Regions from separate parts of the Zea mays genome. Here regions 1 and 2 are each linked to region 3. A link is a contact called in public Hi-C data. All regions are on one chromosome and are shown on one strand. Each heading gives the region's core, a stretch centred on a gene start, on an enhancer-like site or on the middle of the called end of the contact. The rest is flanking DNA. Distances are from core to core; before and after follow the strand shown.

Region 1 (4,774 bases), core at 55-2,554, 370 kb after region 3:
CGCAGGATCAATAAAATTCTAGTCTTAGAGAAGACCAAACTTATTTTCAAGGTTAAAGAACGAAGCACCAATAGTACATACTTACACATAGGAGCGATGCTAGAGTAAGTTATCTGATTTCTACAATATAATCATCACGACTCTAATAGTGCCAGCAAGTCTTGTGTCTATGCACTTCCCGTCATCTGGTGCAAGACTGACTAATCTAACATCTGTCACCTTGGCCTTCATGTCAGTATGTTTGATGGCTTCAAATCTATGTGGATAAAGTAGGGATGAAAACGGTCGAAAACGGTATTTATTCGGTAATCAGTTTTTTCTTTTATTGCGAATAAATAGGATATAGAATATAGAATACAAATTTGTATTCTTGTTTTTAACATCCAGTTTGTTAAGATTCATAAAAGGTAAACCTCAAATTCATCCTACATTTTCTCAAATAATAGATATAAACTTCGGTATGGATTCGGAAACAAATTCGGTAATTTTTTCAACTTTTTGTGTTGTAGGGAGAAAATAATACATAAAACAATTTATATAATATTTTATTCATATTTGTACTAATGTGTTTGATAACATAAGAAAAGATCAACATCAAATTTTATACATATCTATTTTAAAATATTAAATTTGTTCTAACAGTTCGGATTACCACTTTCATCCCTAGATAAAGGTTTGCTGGGCAAGGCTGTGAAGTCGGCTAGTGAAAAATCACAGTAAAATTAAATGAAATTACAACAGTCGTTTAATCAAGTTGTCGTTATCTATATCCATAATGTTAAAACATAAGCAATATTTAACATTAAGCATTAAGCTGACAAAAGAATGCATTATCTTTAGCATTAAGATCAACACTTCAACTCTGCAAAACAAAAACAATGAGTTAGCAATCCTAATATTAGTATCAATGATGGATATATAAATGCAATATACAAAAATAGACTTGAAGCAATATGGAAAGTTTTCATTGAATCAATGATGGATTTATAAATGACTTGAAGCAATATGGAAAGTTGCCATTTATGTTCCATATCGTGTTCGAGAGAGCGTTTATATCCAGTTATTTTGGTGGAACGGAAACATTCCAATTATTTATATTAAATTTTTATATGAAAACTCTAAAAACTGCTTCGCTCCTCTTTTATTTGAAACCAAAAATCTAAAAAATAAAAATAGAGCAGCTTCGACTACACTCCTCGATCAAACAAACGCGCCCTCAAGCAGTATGAGTGCTCTGTTTGTTCTATTCATATGAGCATCAGCGTAGTGTTGTGCTGGTCCGGTATCTTCTTATCATTCAGGCAGCTATCGCAGTCGCAGGAGGCTTGCCTGGCTGGTCAACGTATGTACATATGTTACGTACTGCACGCGCGTGCAGTAAACAGCTGCGAGTCAGCCGATCCTGATCCCTAGCCGGAGGTGGGAGGTCACCGTCACCGCGCCTCGCCGCCGGGGCGTCACAATGGCCTACCGCCGGAAGCCTCAGCCCCATCCCCAGCCCCAGCCCACGCCCTCGTTGGAGCACCACTACCCGTCGTCCGTGGGCCCCGCCTCACCCGACTCCCTCGCCGCGCAGGCCATGCGCGCCTCCGCCGCACACCGCGATGCCTCCTCCCTCACCTCCGCCTACTCCGCCTCAGCCTCGCTGGCGGCCTCTCGCCGGAGCCACCACGAGCCCTCCGTGTCCACACCGTCCCTGGTATGCCTCGCCGTGCCTCTCTCTCGCTTCTTCCCTATGCGATTTCGCTTCTAGATGCTTCGGGGTCGGATCTGGCCCGGTCAGCGACCAACGCAACGAAAGGGGATCCTCGTAATTCTTGATTGGTATTTGGGTCAGGCGAGGGATCATTACGTGTATAGGCGCTGTAACCATTACGATTATCAGTTTCTGCTGAACTACTGTTGCTCAATTTCCCCACTTCGTGCTCGCTGTGGGTAAACTTCTTATCTAGTGTTCAAGAAGTAATGATATTTGTCCTGGTATAGGATAGTTCAGGCTATGAATACACGTCCATGAAGAACCTCAACGAGGCCAAGTATGGATTCTGGGGCACACTTGCGCGGAAGGCAAAGTCATTTCTTGACGAGGACTGCTCCCCGGAGCAGTACAAATCGCCAAGAGATGATGTGCATGTTGGTGTCCAGGTGAGATCTGCAATCCTCCTGCCATTATCTTCTTCCTTAATTGAACAATGGGGTGCTAAATTTAAGTTAATTAAACTCCTTATCTGTAATTGAAACCACTTAATATCTGTACTTAGATAGAAACATGCATTCCGAGCTTTCATTTTCTGCTTGAAGCTTGAGACTGGTATCATTCATCATCTTTGTTTTTGTCCTATCACTATGGTGAAGAACTGTTATCTTGTAGATACAATGGTCCACTCTGAAAATCTTTGCCTCTGACTCACTGGAATTGCCATCAATAGTATGCTTAATTCGGTTTCAAATGTTTTCATGTATAACACTGATATTTTTCACGATGCTGCAGCTTCCACATTCAAAACAATTGCCAGGAGAGACGTGGAAACCTGAGACACCTCCATCTCAGAAGAGATCTGAGTCTATAACTTCCTCCCTTACCTATATTGGAGGCACAATAAAAAATGCACTTGAAGTAAGTTGCTGATAAGTTCTTTTTTGTACTTGAATGACTGGATCTTTTAGTTTAAGTCCTATGTTTCACTTTCAATGTTGTTCTGTGTTGAGTATTGGAAAATATTGTGCATCGAGTATAAATATGTGTAAACAGAAATTTCTTTGTTCCTGCATTAAGCTAGAAAAAATCGAAGCATTCACCATGTTGATCTATATTCTACTACAGCAAGTGCCACACATCATTTTCTTTAACGCATGCTATCTTCATTAAGAGTTGGAAAAAAGATATATGTATCTTTGCAATGTTGTGGTATTTATGACTTCTTGATGATATACAATTGATATATCCTTTGGTTATGTCAGATCTCTTTGTTGACACGTCATATATGGTATTTTTGTCAGGAAGGTCGGACCATTGTAGAGAATAAAACGGCTGACATTATTCAGGAGACGCGTAAACTGAACATAAGAAGAAAAGGAGCTGGTCTAAATACACAAGGAGAAGCTGGCCACAAAATTGCTCAAAGACACCTTCCTCAAAATCCACTTGACCATGAAACTCAGTTGAAGGCATCTCGCGACGTAAGGTGGCAAACATGTGTCACTAGATATGTTGCTTCAGTGCTCCATTTTGAATGTTTGAATCCATAGTACGAAACAATGTCAAATTTATTTTGATTGACTGGGATAAGGATCACCTCTATTTCATTTTTTTCTTTCCTCAACAATAGTGATGCTTTGGCTCTCTTTTTACCATCTTCTATGGTATGACTGAACTAATGTCTCCATATATCTCATACAGGTTGCAAATGCCATGGCTGCAAAAGCAAAGTTGCTATTGCGGGAGCTGAAAACTGTGAAGGCAGATTTAGCTTTTGCAAAGGAACGATGTGCTCAGCTTGAAGAAGAGAATAAAATGTTGCGTGAGAGTTATGACAAGGGTGATAATCCAGAAGATGATGATCTGGTAATATTTTTTTCTTTGAAAAAAAAACAAGATACTAAATATATTCTTTAGACTGTTGATGGTTGAATTATCTCCATAAATTTCTTTTGGATACTATATCCACATTCAGGTTCTATTGGAGTAGCCTACCTTTTTTGATAATGTTGTCCAGTTTTATTGCTGGTATATTTTTTTTTTCAAACAATGCAGGAGAGCTGCATGTCATTTCATTAAGGAAGGAAAGAGAATGGAATAGACAGGGAGGAAAGACCTCCCTGAAACTCGCAACACACTAACACAACTCCTCTTAGAGAAACTAAAACAACCCGACCACTGTCACACAAAAGGAAACCAACATCAAATCTGAGTGTGAGTTACTGAATGCCTTGAGTTGAGAAGTTAGCTTTAGTTATATGCGCAGCTTATTCTTTATCTTGTAAGGTGCTAGTGGAATTCTCTGGCTATTTCTCAAGAGTTCCCAGCCAGAGAGGGGCGGTTTTCTCTTTAACTCAACATGGCTGGGAAATTAAAACAGTCTTTAACAATTCGATGACTCATACTTTGCTACAGTTTAAAACTTGTTTTACTCTAAACTGTTGAAGCTAAGTCGCAGTACACAGTCGGCAGTCCTGTGCCAGTGGCATCCCGTTAGCTCTGTTATAACTCCTTTCAGAGCTCCTGCTGGGCCTATCTTTCCTCCAGTTATGTGCTACAGATATGTTATGGCCTTCAGCTTGCCACCTGCCTAATTGTGCATGTGGCTTGCATTTTCTTGAGCCAGTTTTTAAACAAATTTTTTATTAAATTATACAATCAGATCAATCCTTTTAAGTAGTAATGGTTTGTTTTTTAGAAATACTTACAAATCTATATCTATATCTATACCTAATACCAAAGAGCCAAAATTTCTCTCCACCCCATTTTTTTCGTTCATCGCTTCTTACTCCGGTGTGCACTCGCAAGTCCATATGCCGCCGCATATGCCACATGCCGGTAAAAGGATTGGGTTTGTTTAGTTTTAATTCGTCTAACATGTGCTTCCTATTCTGTCTTCATCTGTTAGCCTCCAATTATGTCTTCATCTGTTAGCCTTCTCCTTCGAGGGAACCCCAAACTGTAAACCATATGAAGATCAAACCAATCCAAAGTTATGAACGAATTTGATCCTGAATCAGTTGAACATATGTCTAAAGGGCAATTATGATTCATGAGAACGCTAATGGGCCTTTA
Region 2 (4,483 bases), core at 1,402-3,901, 310 kb after region 3:
GGGTGCAGAAAAATATTGAGGAGCTTCATCAAGCTAAAGAGGAATGCTACAATGTTGCTAAGGAATGTGCTAATAATTTGAAAAATAGTTTTACTAAGGTGGGGGCGCATTCTCCTCAGAGCAGAACTTTATCCGCGGTGATCCTGACGGGGTTATCCGGTGGATTAACGACAAAGTCGAAGCTTTTAAGGAGATTCTCAGTGATATGGGGGACTTCTGCACTTTTGCCAGCACCCGTGGGGCTGCGTCGGTCCTTGAAAAGGTCAGATGCGAACATGCCAAGGTTGTGGTTCAGCCAGGATTTTCGCTCTCATCCAACGATGTTAGAAACCCTTCGGTCGAAGCCACTGCACTAGGTGGAAAGTTTTATTCTGAAATATGGCTGAAGGGTGGCTGAGAGATAGCTGACGAAGCTATTAAAAAGAAAGAGAAGGAATCTCATGACGCCTTGGAAGAGACCAGAAGAACTGAAGAAGCTGTTGAACGTGCCAGACTTATAGGTATATCTATCATGACTTAGCTTTGTAAATTATTTTTAGCTTCGGTACTAACAGACAGTTGCATTTTTGTGCAGCTGAGCTCTCTCCCCCTCCAGAACCATATGATGCTGAAGCTGATCCATCTCTAAAGGGGCGCTTGACATAATTAGATAGCTAACGAAGCCGTTGACGAAACTATCAACAGACTACTAGACGAAGCTGCTGGCAAAGTTTTAAAAGATGACTAGGGCCTGCATATTGAAAATTTAGAATCTTTACATGTAGTTTTGTTTATCTAAGAAACAATTATCAACTATTTACCTGTGGTTGGGTAGGGCGTGGTTGATAAGACATTTGAGCTCTCTGCTGTCTGTTTTGTCGTGCCACCTGTCCCTTTAGTCTCCAAGTGCTTGGGCTGTCCTAATATTTGGCGCACACCGTGGGGCTTGAACCTATGCTCAGTAGGGGAGTTATGGCTCGACTCATACCTAGGGATGGTAATGGCTCATGATCCAAACATCTCAGTAAGGCATGAAACACCAACCCAACCAATACAACTTAAAGAAGACGTAAGGTATTACGCTCCAGTGGTCTGAAACCTAAATACTCACTTGTTCTCATGTGACACTTCCAATAAAGTTCGATTAGTGATAGCCGATTCTTAGTCCAAAAACAAGGGATTTGAGTGCTATCACACCAAAATCACCTATCGGTGGCACATTGTTGTGCTCCCGGTTGACGAAAACACCACCAGAGGTTTTCTAAACTTTAGTTTTTAGTCATCAAATGGATGACTAAAGGTGACTAAACTTGTATATTGTAGTTTCTGTCCCTCTGTCTCTCGAGTCACGACAGACACTAGAACACATGAATTTATTAGAGGCAATATTTTTCTTTTTACATAAAAATTAATGCCTTTTAATCAGTTTTAGCCCCTAGAATCAAACAAGAAAATTCTAGAGACTAAAATTTAGTCACTAAAGTTTTAAAAAATGAATAAAGTAAGCAAACATGGCGTAAGACTAGAGATGGCAATGGATAAAAATCTATTGGGTATTTACTTCCCCAAACCCATACTCACGAAGAAACGATACGCCCGTTACAAACTCATACCCATAACGGGTATAAAATTTTGCCCAAACCTGTGCCCATGCGGGTTTAGGTACCCATCGAGTTTTCCATACCCACTAACATCAACATAAAAGACTAATTTATCATGTAAATGACAGTCACTATATTAATAAGCTAGGATAAAAGAAACAGAGTGATAACTAATTTTAGCTTAAACTTTGTTACATAGAGTTTATTTCAACTACAACATATTCAATTAATAATATTACGAAACATATTTGTAAGTTATGTTGATTTTAAGGTGGGTTTTAAAATCTATGAGTTTGCGGATATAGATAGTGAAAGAACAAATTCATATCCACATAACCTTTGGATTTCTATTTAAACCTATTAACAAACCCATACATAGAGAAATTAGCCTAAACCTATGTCAATCCAACTATTGCCATCTCGCCGGTAAGACGGCAAGGATGAAAACGGTAAAAAACGATAGAAAAATAGATAAATTGGTTTTGTTTTCATATTTTTCTAACAGGACGAAAACAAAAAACAAAATATCGAAATACGCGATCAAAATTGTCGGTTATTCGAAAATGATAAACTCTAGTCGGAAAGACAAATATTTTATAGTTTTCATAAATACATATTAAATTGACATTTTGCCTAATTTTTAAGATATTAAAATACACTAACAATTCTTCTTAATATTCATATTATTTAGAGTAATTATAACTTTTGTTTTTCTCTTATTCATTCACTTGAACACAACAAAAGTACATAACTTGCATAAATTATACGCTAGATATATCTCATATTATATAAAAACGGTAAAAAACAGTATCATCACGACTTGGAAATGTAAAAGGAAAACTAGCTAAATCGTTTTCGTACCGTTTCTAATCGGTTCCCAAACAATTCGAAAACGAATGGAGAAAAAACGGTATTCGAAACGGGAAGGTACGAAATTTTACTGTCTAGTTTTTATCACTATAAGAACTTGTTCAATTATTTCTATCCTATATTAAATAGAAAAAATATAAAATTTCATTCAATCTGTATAGATTAAGGGTAGATTAAGAGCAAAGGCCTGAAAGGCGGTAAGCAAAGAGAAACGGGGAGGCGGACATCCAACCGGATTGGCGAGACCGCAACGGCGCAACGGGCTTCTCCCGTTCTCCGTCGGTCGCGGTCTTTTCCCGTCCGCCCCGCCTCCAGCTCCCGTCTCCCACCCCAACCCGGATCTCGCGCGCGACGCCGCGCAGGCGAACCCCACCTCCTCTCAGAAGCCTCTAGAAGTTCCTCACCCCGCTCCCGCGCGGATGAGTGGCAGCTCGGGCCCCCTCCCCTACTCGATGCGCGATGTGGGTGCTGGCGGCGCCTACAACAACGCCAAGTTCCGCCACCGGTCTCGCCTCAAGGTGCGGCGCCTCCCCTTCCGACCCAAGCCCCCATTGCTTACCAAAAAGGCTGAGTTTTCCTAATAAGGCTCAAGTTAGCTCTACTTTGGGGTGTAACTTATCCCCGTGGAGAACTGGAGTTTACGGCCGGGACTCGATTCATTGTGGGGAGTGATTTGGTCGATTGATTGGTTAGGCTGTGTCTGGTTTCTGTTGGAATGAGGGATCCCTGGCCTCGGATCTGCGGGTCTAGTCAGTTGAATTTGCTATGGTTAATTGTTCTGTACCGCTGCTACTCTAGGTTGTTTCGACCTGCTTGAGGTCATTCACTAGATCAAATGGTCGCTTTGATCTGGAGTAGTGTATTTCGTCAGGGGCTAGTTTGGTGTCATATGATTGCTGTTGCTCTCGCATTTGTATGAACTTTTGTACCTCATCCATTTCTTGAGAAGCTTGAGTTATATATCCGCAAATATTTGAGCTTATTTGGTGGCTCTATAGAACTTATATTTTCCCAGACCTCATAACGTGCTTCTGGATTTCAGCTATACATAATGAAGCACTAATCACGGGTCATTCTAATTAGTCAAAGGATCATGCTCACACACTCATTAATGAAACTCCCTCCATTCTAAATTATAAAGACATTTTGCTTTTTCTAGATACATTACTTTTACTATGTAGTATATATCTAAGTGCATAGCAATACCAATGTATCTAGAAAAAGGCAAAACGTCTTAATTTAGATTGGAGGGAATACTAATTACAACGACCATGACCCTTTGGACAATACCTCCGAGTGCTGTTTGTCTTAAACTTATCTGTGGTCTGGAATACTATTTTCATGTCTGAGAAAGAACTGTAGTAATTTAACTATCTTTGTGTATTCTGTTTGATGAGGAACGACATCTCTTTGTATCGGTTTTTTTTGTTTCTTAAAGTAGGAAACTTTATTCAGGGCTGTTGTGGTCTCATTAGTTCTTATTCCCTAAGGCCGAAGCCCTTTTTTTCTTTCTTTTTGTAGATGGTTCTACAGTCCTTGGCTACTAACAGAAGCAAATACCATTGTGGAAAGTTCACTGTTGGTAAATTCTTGAGCCTGTTGATGGTTTCTGGCTTATTGTACTTATTTATGCACAAAGGCTCAGAGGGTATTGTATCCAGTGAGCTTCATGGCAAAGAAGTACAGAATAAAAATGTTAGGAGATCTCCCAGTATACGCACATTCTGGAGAAAACCACCAAGGCTGCCCCCACGCCTCCCTCCAAATGAAATCTACAAAAATAATTCTCTGCTTCAGCAGTCTCCATCTGAGTGGACATCGAGGCAGAAGAAAGTTAAAGAAGCATTTGAACATGCATGGTCTGGTTATCAAAAGTATGCAATGGGTTACGATGAGCTTATGCCTCTGAGCCACAGAGGCACAGATGGGTTAGGTGGTCTAGGAGCTACTATTGTGGATTCTTTGGATACTGCGATAATAATGGGTGCTGATGATGTTGTTTCTGAAGCATCAAAATGGATTGAAGACAACCT
Region 3 (4,715 bases), core at 1,538-4,037:
ATATAACTTGTTAGTAGACCCAAATATAATATCATCAACATAAATTTGGCATATGAACAAGTCTTTAGCAATAGTTTTAGTGAAGAGAGTAGGGTCAGCTTTACCAACTTTGAAGTCATTAGTGAAAAGAAAGTCTATCAGGCATTCATACCATGCTCTTGGGTCTTGCTTGAGCCCATAAAGCGACTTTGAGAGCTTATAAACATGGTTAGGATACTCACTATCTTCAAAGCCTTGCTCAACATATACCTATTCTTTCATAGAGCCATTGAGGAAGACACTCTTCACGTCTATTTGATATAGCTTAAAGTCATGGTAAGTCATATATGCAAGTAATATATGAATTGACTCAAGCCTAGCTACGGATGTATAGATGTCGTTTTGCACATTCATCATATCCATCTCTGCAATAGAAGATGTAAGACCATCTACGTATTCATCAAAATTTTAGTTCCGAAGATACATCTAGCTACTTTTGTCCTCCACAATCTATAAAAGAAATTGGAAATGGGAGAAAATATAATAAGTCAAACAATTCAAGATGCTTGTATCCAACATGCATCTGTAATAACATCTTATCTTTTTTTATCAGAATAACATCTTATCACAAACACGTCTCGCTTCCCGCTTATCTTTTCAACATAGGCGATAAAATTAACAGTAGAGACACGTCTTAACAGTACACGCATGTGAAACTCATGACGCGTCACTAGTACTGGTGTCTTCTAAGTATTTGCTATTCTAACATAGTGAATATCTATCTTATTTAGGCCTAGTTTGGAAACCCCGATTTCCTAAGTGATTTCTGTTTTTTAAAAGAAAATTAATTCATTTTCCCATGAAAAAATATAAATCCTTTAGAAAATTGAGGTTTCCAAACTAGCCCTTAAAAACAAAATATCTGTTTCATTCATCAAGAAAATATAACAAATGTTTGACCGTTCCACATTACGTACGTGGTGGCAACGCGTTGTTTTGGTCGACGAGATATGCATACCCGTCACAATTTTTCAACTTACTTACTGCATCTCTACCAGTTGTTTAATAATCTAAACTAAACAAATTTATACTGTAGTAGCCTAATTACTGCATCTCTACCAGAGCTCAAATTACTCCAATTATAAGTCATTTCAATTTTAAGTCAAAGCATCTTAAGTTTGATCAAAATTATAAAAAAGTATAAAAAATTATGACATCAAATATCCATATTATAAAAAATATAATTAGTGAATAATCAACCATATTTATTTGTTATCATAAATGTTATTGTTTTATTATATTAATTATGCAAAATCTAAGATATTTTGATTCTAAAAAATTGAAATGGCCAATAATTTTGAAAAAAACACAATATTATTTTTGTGATTATTAAGAAAGTTGCTACAATTGTATGCACTTTATCGTCTATAAGACCGTGTCCAGCAGTTCACCCATATGCTCAATCAAAACACTGTTTTTGCATTGTAGATTGCACTGTTCGTAGAGTGGAGTTTAAATATGGGTATCGGGATGAGTAAGCTGTTGGAGATAGCCTAATACTTACTAGCATATAGCTCGACGATCACGGGGAGAGGAGAGGGGTCGACGGCGGCGACAGTGCGAGTTGAGGGGTGGACAGTGACAGTGACGACACATGTGAGGGTGAGGGGGCGGTGGGGACACGGGGGGAGGGGGGAGGCTGGGGCGGCGGGGTCGTGAAGAGGGATAGTCCAAACAATATTGTATATTGGATTTGATTAAGTAAGGGTGAGGGGGTTATTCAGCAATCTAAATCTTGGTTTTGATGATGTGTTAAGTTTGTGTGAAATTCGTTTGATAAATTTAGTGGAGGTTATGTGTGTGAGTGATTTGATTAATTGGGTAGGTTTTACAACGTTTAAATTGATGGATTGTATAGTGATAATGTGGTATAGATATATATTTGAAAGGTCCTCTAGATGAGTATGGTGAGAAAGATCCCTAAAAAGTGGTAGTTGAGGCCAATAGCATGATGAGTTCCTTTTATTTGATGAGAGATGAATAAAATATCGGTTGCCATTAAAAAAATGAATGCTACTTATTTTCGCAGCACAATGTTAGTCCGAGACATCAGTTTGCGTAATAGTGAGGTTGTACAAATTGCAAGAAGAAAAACTGCAAGTTACACATACAGATTGGTTCAACGTTGCTTTCGATTGAACAGGATTCGTGGAACTGCACTTAAAAACAAATCGGTTTGCAGGTCTAACTTATTTCTTAATAATGGACAACGACTGCTCTGATATTTTGTGCTGGAAACGAAATAAAAAGAAGCACTGATATCCTTTTGGAAGAAAAAAAACACTGGTTCCTACGTTTAGCTAGCATCATATAGTTTGTTGTTACCACTTACCTCCAACCGTCGATAAATCATTACTGCCATAGACATAATTTACTATATGTAAACTTGGATAAATTATTGTTGTCAGAGAAAATGCGAGGAACAAATCCAAGTCGCATATTTATAATAAAGGTCAACTAACATAAAAATAAGTCTATAACGTTTATAATAAAGTGAAACAAAAGTAGAACACGTAACAATTATGACGGTGAACAAAGATTTTCTGTCGAAAAAACTAACACAACTTACCTACAGCATAACAATAAGTTAATGACAAGTCAAGTCTGTCAAACTTAACAAACTAGAGGCCAACCACACACCTGACAGCAATCGTCGGCACGCTTATGAGAAGAACAGGAGAGGTTCCCTACTGGATATTATTATATTATAAATAAATATAAATGTCAGCCACTTGGACCGAGTATTATACAAGCGAAAAGAGTTCAGGAAGGAAGCTAAGCTACTCCTGTCCTGTTTCAGGCACGACCGCGGACCGCTTCTAGTTCTGCATCGGCGGCCTTCGCTTCTCAGCCTTTTCCTCCCCCCATCCCGGAGACTTCTTCCCTGGTTGCTGCACAGCCTTCTTTTTTTGCGAGGTGGAGAGGTTTGGGGAGGAGAACACGAACGCATCCAAAGACCGGAGCGGAGCAGGGTAAGGGCTCTCTCCTGCAGGCTGCAGCCGTGGACCGTGGAGGGAGAAGATGCGCAAGGGGCAGCTCTTGTTGCTGCTGCTTTTGTTCGCTGCCGGATCAACAACCGCCTCCGCCAAGACCGACCCGCAAGATGGTTAGTTCTTTTTTGTTTGTTTGTTTGTTTGTTTGTTTTTAGTTCTTTGAACTATGGATGTGCGAACCAAAGGTTAGAGAGACTTTGATGGGTTCTGCCTGTTCTTTTATGTAATTATACGCTCAATCTGCTGTTTATTGGTAGCAAAAACTTTCTCTACGTAACATTTTTTTGGTCGTCTGCTTCGTACTTAGGCCCTGTTCCAAACTTTAGCAGCTTCTTTTTAGCTACTTTTAGCTATTTGTAATCTAAACAGGAGAGCTAACGGTGGTAATTGAAGCTAAACTTTAGCACTTCAATTCATATAGCTAAAGTGCTAAAGTTTAGCAGGAAGCTAAAGTTTATCCCGTGAGATTGAAACAGGGTCTTAGCTTTAGCTATATGAATTGAAGTGTTAAAGTTTAGCTTCAATTACCACCGTTAACTCTCCTGTTTAGATTACAAATGACTAAAAGTAGCTAAAAAAAGCTGCTAAAGTTTAGGGCTATTTGGCTGTGCGACTTTACTAGTTTCCAGTCCAACTAAATAATGGAAACCATAAATACCTCAGTTTTACTGATTGAACTATTTGGGTGTATTCTGTAATTTTTTTTGGATGAGACGCTTGTGGAAATGGCGACAAACAATCCAAAATTGGTCTCTTTCCTGCTCCTTTTTCTGAAAATGTTCTTGGTGTCATTTATTCAGTCAGTCAATATTTTTTCCTCGTGATTGTTTTGTGTTCATTTGTATTATAAAACTCTGCGTCGGTACATATGCTAAGCCTTGTTTGATGTGATTCTTTCAGTTTCTGGATGATAGAAGATAAAACATTTTGATAGTTCAATCTTTTTTACTTTCTATTATTGAAATATCTATATAATTAGTTGACTCCAATAGAGCTGAGTCCAACTCCATGTCAAAACTACATATGAAGCATCAGATCAACCATGGAGCAACTTCACGGTAGATCTAGGTTCTTACCAAACTACATATGAGCTGAGTCTCTGACATGGATCCACGTGTAATTATAAAAACATAACAAGAAGCCAAAATTAAAAAAAAAAAGTTGCATCTTCGTCCTGTCTGTGTGCGGCGCGACAGGGAGCGGCAGCAGCCAGCAACTGCATGGCGGCACGGCACGGCACGGGACGGGAGGGGCATGAGCCCCTACGGCGGCATGGCACGGGAGGGAGGAGGGTCTCGACGAGGAGTGACAGCGTCCACACGTCAACTCGGCGTCCATTGGAGGGGAGGGCCACGTGTCGCGGCAAGGTCGGGGCAGTACGGCGCAGCTAAGATGGCCTTGCGGCGACGGGAAAGAAGTGAGAAGAAGAAAGAACAAACCATTATTTCTGCATAACCAGTGGCATAGCGGATACATGAATCCATGAGTTTTTAGAGCATTTTTAGAGCACCTCTTGAGGTTTCATGAAATCCATGGGTCTGACCTCCAGATCTGAAATTATTGGGGGGGTCTTAATTCTGTGGTGATGAGGCGTTCGGTTTCACAAAACATATCTGTTCTGGATCTGATGCTGCTATTCCAAACAATCCCTTAATTCATGCCTGTCAAAAAATATCAATGAGA

What was found. A called contact is a pair of places that touch in the nucleus more often than the background predicts.
Region 1: a contact with region 3 is called in a Hi-C map of leaf, with 4 times the contacts expected there. The contact joins the promoter of LOC100276815 here to the promoter of LOC100192366 in region 3. A contact is called at or near these places in 3 of 25 Hi-C or Micro-C datasets (ear, leaf and tassel).
Region 2: a Hi-C map of ear shows a contact between it and region 3, with 1.9 times the contacts expected there. The contact joins the promoter of LOC100282405 here to the promoter of LOC100192366 in region 3. A contact is called at or near these places in 2 of 25 Hi-C or Micro-C datasets (ear and tassel).

What each region holds. Positions count from the first base shown.
Region 1 is chr8:115,804,678-115,809,451 of Zm-B73-REFERENCE-NAM-5.0, forward strand. It overlaps LOC100276815, which reads left to right and starts at 1,305. Exons shown (of 6, transcript NM_001150524.2): 1 at 1,305-1,699; 2 at 1,987-2,145; 3 at 2,492-2,617; 4 at 3,001-3,180; 5 at 3,401-3,565. The coding sequence starts at 1,463.
Region 2 is chr8:115,745,552-115,750,034 of Zm-B73-REFERENCE-NAM-5.0, forward strand. LOC100282405 reads left to right here and starts at 2,652. Exons shown (of 6, transcript NM_001155316.2): 1 at 2,652-2,968; 2 at 3,972-4,483. The coding sequence starts at 2,870.
Region 3 is chr8:115,434,648-115,439,362 of Zm-B73-REFERENCE-NAM-5.0, forward strand. LOC100192366 (putative leucine-rich repeat receptor-like protein kinase family protein) reads left to right here and starts at 2,788. Exons shown (of 19, transcript NM_001137546.2): 1 at 2,788-3,145. The coding sequence starts at 3,061.